Regions from separate parts of the Pan troglodytes genome. Here region 2 is linked to region 1. A link is a contact called in public HiChIP or PLAC-seq data. All regions are on one chromosome and are shown on one strand. Each heading gives the region's core, a stretch centred on a gene start, on an enhancer-like site or on the middle of the called end of the contact. The rest is flanking DNA. Distances are from core to core; before and after follow the strand shown.

Region 1 (4,993 bases), core at 854-3,353:
CATTGCTGGGAGGAGTGAAAATGATCACTTACTCTGTGTCTAAGATTGACACCTGATTTCTTTCCTACAGATATAAAATATTTTCATTTCAACTCTTCTTTAAAAAGGAAAAATTGTGGTTTTTTTCTTACAACTGCAAAATTTGAGGAATTAAACCATTCTAGACTCCTCTTCAGTGCCCCATCTTTATCCCTGTTCCACAACCACTATCCTACTGTCAGCATGAGACAAGCTCAGCTGCACCAGAATGGTAGAAAATGTCCTTAGAACTTGTAGGGATATTAGATATTATCCTGACCTGTAACTTTCACTGAGGAATAAGAAAGAAATGTATCAGAATGAGGAGGAAAGTGTTTGAAAAACACATTTAAGGCCGGGCGCGGTGGCTCATGCCTGTAAATCCCAGCACTTTGGAAGGCCGAGGCGGACGGATCACCTGAGGTCAGGAGTTGGAGACCAGCCTGGCCAACATGGTGAAACCCCGTCTATACTAAAAATACAAAAATTGGCCGGGCGTGGTGGCGGGCGCCTGTAATTCCAGCTACTCGGGAGGCTGAGGCAGGAGAACCGTTTGAACCCGGGAGGCGGAGGTTGCAGTGAGCCGAGATGGCGCCACTGCACTCTAGCCTGGGCAACAGAGCAACACTCTGTCTCCAAAAAAAAAAGAAAAACACATTTAGTATTATAGTTTTTTTTTTTTTTTCCAGAGGAGAAAACCCCTAAAGATTTGGTAAGAGAAAGAAAAGTTCAACATAATTTTCTTGGTTGATGGGGGTGCACTAAAGATACTGAGACTCAACCAAAAGAATATCCCATTAGGGGGCTGTGAAATTTTTGTGTTTATCAAAATAAGGTAAAAGCTTTTTTAAGAGCCTGAGAAACTCTTATTTAGACTAACCCACTAAAAATATTCAGTTTAAAAAACAAACAGAAAAAGAGTCCCAAAAAAGTTAATAGACATGTCCAACTCAGAAAACTGGGAAGTGGCTCAAATCCTTCTGAGTTCTAGTCCAGTTCTCCAACATTATATATTGGCTACAATTAATCAAGATTTAATTGTATACCAGCTGCCGAAATGTTTCCTGTACAATAAAAATCCTTAATATGAAATAAAGGTTTCATATTACTAGTCGAGTTCTTTACTAACAAATTTCCGACCTTGCCTCCCATATCCACATCTAAGAAGGGAGGTATATCTCTTCAGCATTTACTAAATGCTTCTTTTGCATACCATTAAGTCACTTAATACAATTCTGCCGGCTCAATGGTACTGTACCCACTTTGCAGACGACAAACCGAGGCTAGATGAAGTTAATCATAAAATTATCGGCATTGAAATTTAACTCAGTGTAACCCCAAAGCTCCTTCTACACCAAGCTGCTCCCTGTACGGAAACAGAACTCCTGGAACTTGTCCGCAGAGAATGAGCAGGGCCCTTGCTTTTTTATGGTCTTGGCCAGGTTTAGCCTGCCTTGTAACCCGCAGGTAACAGAGCTATGGAAATCAAATGAATCGCTGTCAAGTCGGTGCAAGATTACTATTCAGCACATTTCATGAAGACCTGGTCTCAACTGAACAGACTGAAAACCAATTTCACAATTTCTTTGCAGTGTCTCTTAGAAACTAGCCACTGTCACTGCTTAGAAAATCGGGGGACTGCTCCCTCAAGTGGTCAAAACGGGCCTCTCACTAGAGCTCGCTACTTGTTTAGCCGCTATAAGGCCAGTCACACAATCCTGCAAATTTTCCGCAACCTCCCGAAGGGGTCAAAGCCCACGCCCCAGCAAAAGCACAGGCGCTCCCCGCCCAGCGAAGATATGCGCATGCGCCTATCCGTCTTCTCCCAAAGCAACCACCACCTGGTGGCGCCACTTCCCCCCACGCTTGTTTCACCCATTCAGCCCCTCTTTCGAATACCTTTGTCCAATTCCATAAGGGCAGAGTTGGCATCCAGTTCCTGTTCGCCATAGCCGGCATCTGCCAGGAAAGACTTAGTTGAGTTTGACGCCATGACCCGAATAGTTACTCGACTAGCCTAGTCAGAAAGATTGCAAACTCTACCCCAGGACCGCCATCTTCCCCCGCCGCCTTCTTGCTGGTTTTTCTTCCGCGCGCTGTCAAGCCCTGTTACGCATGCGCCCTGGTCACCCCGCGGTTTGTCCGCGCCTCGGCTACCCCCTGCGCAGGCGCTCAAGGAGCTCTTGGACTCCAGGTTCCCGCGGCTGGGAGAAAAGGAGGCGGGGATCCGAAGGGGGAAATGACTCTGAGGCGCCCGGACGTCGCTCGGAAGCCAATCAGAGAGCGTGACGTCAGTTTGGCGCGGAGTTTGGCGGCCGGGGCTTACAGTGGCGGGAGTTGGAGGCGATAACGATTTGTGTTGTGAGAGGCGCAAGCTGCGATTTCTGCTGAACTTGGAGGCATTTCTACGACTTTTCTCTCAGCTGAGCCTTTTCCTCCGACCCTGATGCTCTTCAATTCGGTGCTCCGCCAGCCCCAGCTTGGCGTCCTGAGAAATGGTGAGTAACGGTCCCAACCGCTGCTCGGAGCTGGCGGAATTCATTTTCCCCGAAACACACGCCACCTCCGACCAGGGCCGACTCCAATTCTGAACTCAGCTTCTGAGTTCTCCCATGGCAAGGGTAAATTAGTGTTAGCAGGGACTACTAAAGAAAGCTGTACTTTCATCCCCTCGGGACACTTGTAATCGTAATCGGGCTTTTAAAATCGTAACGTAGGCAGGGACGTCGAAATAACTGCCTTCCAAGGCCCCTTACAGCTTTCATCTCCATTGCGCGTTAACGGGAAAATGCATGCATTTGTGTGTATATGTTTCCCTCAACAGTTATTTGAGATGCTCAAAACTCCTAATCATTGATTAATTCATTCGTTTGTTGTGGAATCTTAGTGAGCCCAGCTATGTGCTATAGGTATATACCAGTGAATATGACCCGCTGTTAAGGAACTCAGTCAAGCAGAGAAGACAGGATATCTGCTTCTAACAGGAACAAAATCTTATTTTCCCCGTTTACTACACGGTCATAAAAATTTAAATTATAGAGTGAAAGATGCCTGTAACCACATCCGCCAGAGATGACCTCTGTTAATAGATTGAAGTATATTATTCCAGATGTTTTCGATGCTAGAGGTAATACCTATTATTTTCAGAAATCGGATCAAAATGTCCAGTTTTTTCACTTTAATGGTATAAGTTGAACTTATTCCCATGTTAATACGTAGAAATCTAACTTATATTCTTACGCTAAAACATTGGCAGTAAGAGATTTGAGGTTAGATTTGGATGTCATCAACTTAAACTTTTTGGTAAGTTTCAGATAAGGGAGCTAAACTACCCAGACTAACCTTGGACAGAAATAAAATCTCACTCATGTGAAGGTCGACTATAGCCAGAGGTTCTTTTTCCCCTTGAAACTATGTGGAAAACGAACCTGAGAAGGGAATTTTTATATTCAGGGATGAGTCTAGGAAAATAATATTGAGAAAGAGACTGAGAAGTAGTCCCTCAACTTCCTGCTAGCAGTCTGAAACTTTATACCATCCTTATTTATTTCCCTCTTAGATAATCTTTGTAATTATACTTAAATGCTCCTCTTTCTGTCTCTCCTGGGACCTTGTTTGAGTAACTTCTTTGTCCTCTGTTTAAGAGTGACAGTACGCACAGTGACTAAGAGCTCTGTCTTTGAAGTTAAACTGCCTGGGTTTTATTATACCTCCACACCTTACTATATGTGTGTCCTGGGGGAGCTATTCAGCCTCTATTTTGTGACAGATTTTCTCCTAATTCTCCATGTGTTTACCTTTCCCTTCCCTCTTTCCTATTCTCAAGTACTCATTCGTTGTTACATAATAGTCACTGAAATTCATTCGTTATTATATGCAATCTATAGAATCATCTCCTTTCCTCTTCAGTGTTGGTGTTCCATCCTTGACCCCTTTTCTTCTTCTACCTACTCCTTTGGATGATCACAGCCACAACCAGGGCTTCTTCCACTTCTACATACATACAACCTTCTGTTACTTATATAGTAAGTCCTCACTTAATGTCTAGATAGGCTCTTGGAAACTGTGACTTTAGGGAAAACAGTGTATAACTAAACTAACTCTACCATAGGCTACTTGATATAAATAAGAATTGTTTCAGTGGCATATTTTGGTCACACAAACACCACCGAACTTCTAAAGAAAGACTCAAAGCACTTTTAATATTAAATGTTGAAATAATTGTGTGCTATACATATATTTGATAATAATAAAAACAGGTGAGATAATTATCCAAGTTTTGGTGTATCAGCGAGTGACCTCGGTCATAGTGGCGGTGGGCTAAATCAAGGAATAAGTGTTTGCAAAGTGAAAATTGGAAGGAGCACCTCCTACCACCACCCAGTTCAAAAACAATCACAAATATGGCAGCTCACTGAGCCCTTTCATACCAAATCGTTTATTGTCATTCATTTGTATGATTATTGTAAAGTTTACCCATTTTTATTTTACAATTATTTGTATTCATTCATTTTCTGACACACTTATTCCAGCTCAGGGCTGTGGGTGCCCGGAGCCTATCCTGGCAGCTCATGGTACAAGGTGGAAACCAGCTCTAGACTAGACACTATTTCATCACAGGAAGCACTCACACACACTCATTGTCTACTGGGACCATGTAGACACACCAGTGAACCTAACATACACATACATCTTTGGCATGTGGGAGGAAACCAGAGTACCTGGAGAAAACCCCTATGAACATGGGAAGAGCGTGTACAAACTCCACACAGCCAATGGCCTCAAACAGGAATTGATTTTTTCCTCATGAACAGTATAACGAAATGACATTGTACAAAATTATGTTATTGGAAGACTTCCTGTACCTGAGATTCATTTCTATAAAAGCTATGTGGGTTGATTATCACCTAGACGGTCAATCCCACAAGCATCTCAAACTCAAATACCCAAAACAACTCAGCTTTTCCCCCAAACC
Region 2 (4,993 bases), core at 1,087-3,586, 360 kb before region 1:
TTAGCCAGGCATAGTGACATGCACCTGTAGTCCCAGCTATTCTACTTAGGAGGCTGATGCAGGAGAATCCTTTGAACCTGGGAGGCAGAGATTGCAGTGAGCCAAGATCACACCACTGCACTCCAGCCTGGGCAACAGAGCGAGACTCTGTCTCAAAAACAAACAAACAAGAAAACAAAAATAAAAGATGTTTTAAAAAGTAGCTAAATTCTGAAATACTTACAGGAGACATGTAATAAGGTGTGCCAACAAATGTTTTTGCAAAACTCGTGTCGTGGTTTAATATTCTAGCTAGCCCAAAGTCTCCAAGCTTGACGTTTTGCTTGCCATCCAGGAAAACATTGGCTGGTTTCAGATCCCGATGCAATACGGTATGACCACCATCACTTCGTCTGTGGCATTCCTTCAGGGCCAGAGTCAACTGAGTCATCACTCGAAGAACAAACTCTTCATCTAAGTATTGCCTGAAACCAAAGCAGTTATACAGCATATAACTTCTAAAAAAATCATTGCCAAGATGGGATGATATAAATTATCCAGTGTACAAATAGGGAAATTATTTATTTATTTATTTATATTTTTTGAGACAGGGTCTTACTCTGTCACCCAGGCTGGAATGCAGTGGCACGATCATGGCTCACTGCAGCCTCGACCTCCCAGGCTCAAGCAATCCTCTTGCCTCAGCCTCCCAAGTAGCTTGGACTACAGGCACATGTCACCATACCTGGCTAATTTTTGTAGAAACAGGGTCCCACTATGTTGCCCAGGCTGGTCTTGAAATCCTGGGTTCAAGTGATCCTCCCGCATCGGCCTCCCAAAGTGTTGGGATTACAGGTGTGAGCCACCACACTCAGCCTATAAATTGTTATTTTGATATAAAATATGGGTGTTGATTCACTGGGAATTTTCTGAAGTACTATGGACCTACCAAACAAGTACAAGTACACTCTTCCATATTACTGATCCCAAAACAAGATGCTTAAAATAAATGAAACTAGACCAATTTCAGCTTACATTTTTAAAAGATTATGCTTACCTTTCCTTGGTTCCCTTTGTAATTACACTAGCCAGATCCCCTCCTTCACAATATTCCATTACAATGTACAGTGTTGTATTGGTCCGGTCAATAATCCGATCATAGTAACGAACGATGTTTGGATGTTTCAGTTCACGAAGCAAATTCACTTCAGAAACAAGCATCTGTTTCTCAGCTTCTGTCATGGAGCCATAGTCAAGTTCTTTCCAAACTAATATCTGAAATAAGAATTTCCAAGGTATGAATGAACTCATTATGCTCAAAAACAAAGAATGAAAGTTCCAAGATTTAACAAATTACCTCTCTTTTAATTATATCCTACAATCAAGGTCATTATCTAATTTAGTTCAATGAACTTAAGGAGCTGTGAGTTTACTTCCATAATCTTCCTCCAGTTCTAAGCAGTAAATGATGTTGTGGGGAGATAAACGGGAATGAGGCACATGAGGACTCCCCCAACCCCTACCCTCAGTTGATTAGTGGGAAGTTGGCTAAAAGGTTTGACTATAGTCAAAATTGGGGTGAAGGTGGTCAAAGTCCCTGCCCCATTCCACCCCAGTCGTGTTTCCCCAGGATGAGACACCTTGGTAAAGATCCCTCCATCAGCAGCCAGGCAGTTTCCTGTCCAATGTTACTTTCTGTAAAAGTTCTACCTATATACATTGGGAAATATGAATCCAATAATCCTAATAATGGATATTTTGAGGGAGTCTGACTGCAGATACAAAGCTTCGGGTTCTGGTAGTCCTGCCCCTTTCTTGTGCCTGAGAGAGGGCCACTCTTAGAGCTCTAAAAACAGCTCAGGAATTAGTTACGTGTCACCAATGGAAGGTCCTTAGCAAGCCAAAGCAGGAGAAAGAGAGAAATGGGGAGAGAAACGGGAAAAGATGGAAATACATATATCAAAAGAAGCGGTCTCCCATCCTTTAAGCCACCCAGGACAGGCTGTCAGATGCAGACCCAGGAAAGACGGTTTAGTCTTCCGGGCACCCATTTCCTCAGCCCTCTCGGTTCCCTTCGGTGGCGCAGGGCGCTCGCCCCGGGGCGACGAAACCTAAGCAGGGGCAGGCGCAGGGTAGGTCCCACGCTCACCTTGCCATCACTCTTCCTCCGGATCTTCTGGCAGCGGCCGTAGGAGCCTGTGCCAATGGTGTACAACACTTCATAGTCCTCAGCCCGGGAAGGCATGGCCGGCCAGTCGCCAGAGTCGCGCTGCCTCACGCAGGTTGCGCCCCCAAGTGCGGAGCTCCAGGGACCAGGAGCTCCAGGGACCTGGACGGAGAAGCCCCCGAGCAGCACTGACCCGCCACCCCTGCCTTGGGCCCCGTTTAACCGTCGCGGGCCCTGATCTTGCAGTCTATTGGCAGGCGGTGGGCCCTCTTCGCCTCTCTGATTGGCTAAGAAGACCACAACAATACCCTAGGCATTTTGGGAAAAGTGTCACTAGGCAACCGCGTCGGCGTCTGCTTTTAACCCGTGGGAGAACTGGGCGAGCTAAGCCAAACGGAGGGCGGGAGAAAGGAAGCGGCAGCTGGCGCCTCTCGGCAACTCTAACCCTCTGGTAGAGATCGCCAAGGTAACCGAGATCTAAGGACCTCCCCTCAGGCTTCTTTGCACACCGCTTCCACCAGATGCCTTCTGACCTTTGCACTCTGGCCCCTCACACTACCTACTCTCCCCGGCACACGACTTCCTCGCTCAGGTTCCAGTACCCTGAACCTGGGTGGGGTCACGTTGAGGATATGCTGAGAGCTGAATACAAATTAGAAATACAGACTCCCGGGTGGGCGCGGTGACTCACGCTCGCCCGTAACCCTAGCACTTTGGGAAGCCGAGGTGGGTGGGTCGCTTGAGCCCAGGAGTTCAGACCAGCCTGGGCAACAGGGCAAACCTCGTCTCTACTGAAAATACGAAAATTAGGCCGGGCGCTGTGGCTCACGGCTATAATCCTAGCACTTTGGGAGGCCGAGGCTGTCGGATTGCTTGAGGCCAAGAGTTCAAGACCAGCCTGGCCAACATGGCGAAACGCCGTCTCTACTAAAAATGAAAAAAAAAAAAAAAAAAAGTAACAGAGCATGGGGTTGCAGGCCTGTAATCCCAGCTTCTTGGGAGGCTGAGGCATGAGGAATTGCTTGAACCCGGGAGGCAGAGGTTACAGTGAGCCGTGCGCCACTGCACTCCAGCCTGGGCGACACAGTGACACCCAGTCTCCAAAAAAAAAAAAAAGAAGAAATACAGTCGCTCTCCTACCAAGTACTTTACACGTCTTGTCCCGTTTATGTGTGCCAAATACATAATTAACCCTATTGACAATACTTCATTGAACACAGATTCTCTTTTACGCACCCACACAAACCAACGTTCTCAGCTTACCCAGCCAAATGAACAGCCCCATATTTACCGGGGAAGGAGGACTTAGAGGCCTCCATCCAGGGCTTGTTAGAGGAATATGTACATTACCAGAAAGCTAATAATTTGGAAATGCATGAACAGGCCAGTTTTCTTTAAATATCTGTTCAGCAAAGGATTAAAAGACACCTGATTTTCTATTAATAAGAATTTAAAAGCTCTTTATGTAAAAATAAGGGACTTATTACATGCCCTGAATATAACATAAGATAATTGGAATTGCCAACCAGGAGAATTTTTAAATTAACATTCAAGGGCACTGTCTTACCTCAGGGGAATAGGACCAATTTAGGTTTCAAAAGTTATGTAAGGAACTGCAAGTGGCTGTGTTAATTAGCATCATTTTTTTTATTTTTGTGCCTCTTACAGATTGGTATCCATAGAGCTTGCTGTGGTTTGAATGTATCCCCCAAAGTTCATGTGTTGGAAACTTTATTCTTAATGCAAAAGTGTTAAGAGGTGAGACCTTTAAATTGATTGGGTTATGAGGGCTACGCCCTCACGAATGGATTAACGTAATCACAGGAGTGGGTTATCTTGAGAGCCGGTTGGTTATAAAAATGCGTTTTGGCTTTCCCTTGCTGTTTCTCTTACCATGTGATGCCTTCCGCTATTTTTTGACCCAGAGAAAAGGCTGCTGCCAGATGCTACCCCTTGATCTTGGACTTCCTAGCTTCCAGAACCGTGAGCCAAATAAACTATTGTTTATAAATTGTCCAGTCTGTGGCATCCTATTATAGCAACATGAAACTGTATAAGACAGAGCCCTGGCCGGGCATGGTGGCTCACACCTGTAATCCCAGCACGTTGGGAGGTCAAGGCGGGTGGATCACGAGGTCAGGAGTTCAAGATCAGCCCGGCCAACATGGTGAACCCCGTCTCTACTAAAAATACAAAAATTAGACGCGATGGCAGGCACCTGTAATCCCAGCTACTCGGGAGGCTGAGGCAGAAGAATCGCTTGAACCCGAGTGGCAGAGGTTGCAGTGAGTGGAGATCACACCATTGCACTCCAGCCTAGGCGACGGAGTGAGACTCCGTCTCAAGAAAAAAAAAAAAAAAAAAAAAAGAGCTGTTTGGTTATCCTGCCCCAAATCCAGTCCTGCACCTTCTCTCTGGCCACTTCTGCTTTTGCTCTAAACGCACACTTTCTCAGTTCCTCACCACCACCATCATCTTTGCACCTGTGATTGCATTTGTCTAGAATACTGTCCAACCCACTCCACTCCCTTATCCACTCCAGTCATGTCTGCCCAGAGGACATAACGTGTCCTTCAAGATTCAATTCCAACTTTCTCTCCTGTAATCTGAGAAGCCTCTCTGGCGTACTTGGACAGTCAATCCTCCATCTACAGTGTTCATAGACCACTTTATACATAAATCAAAACTTATCATTATTTGTTTACATGGCTCTCACAGTAGCTGAACTCCGAACTGCTTATAGCCAGCATAAGTCCTGTAATAGAGAAGGCATGCAATAAAGCTTCGTTAAATAAAAATCTGCGAAAGCCCCTTATTAATAATTATGCAAGGATTTTGAGTGGGCGC

The links. HiChIP or PLAC-seq counts read pairs in DNA pulled down with a chosen protein or histone mark.
Region 2: an H3K4me3 HiChIP or PLAC-seq map of stem cell-derived excitatory neurons shows a contact between it and region 1, with 7 times the contacts expected there. The contact joins the promoter of NEK2 here to the promoter of INTS7 in region 1. A contact is called at or near these places in 2 of 7 Hi-C or Micro-C datasets (blood and stem cell-derived neural progenitor cells) and 1 of 1 datasets of contacts at active chromatin or transcription factors (stem cell-derived excitatory neurons).

Annotation. Positions count from the first base shown.
Region 1 is chr1:37,072,459-37,077,451 of NHGRI_mPanTro3-v2.0_pri, reverse strand. INTS7 (integrator complex subunit 7) reads right to left here and starts at 2,103. Exons shown (of 20, transcript NM_001280517.1): 1 at 1,918-2,103. The coding sequence starts at 2,011. It overlaps DTL (denticleless E3 ubiquitin protein ligase homolog), which reads left to right and starts at 2,213. Exons shown (of 15, transcript XM_525058.7): 1 at 2,213-2,516. The coding sequence starts at 2,465.
Region 2 is chr1:37,436,302-37,441,294 of NHGRI_mPanTro3-v2.0_pri, reverse strand. It overlaps NEK2 (NIMA related kinase 2), which reads right to left and starts at 2,336. Exons shown (of 8, transcript NM_001280514.1): 1 at 2,129-2,336; 2 at 1,037-1,254; 3 at 224-464. The coding sequence starts at 2,224.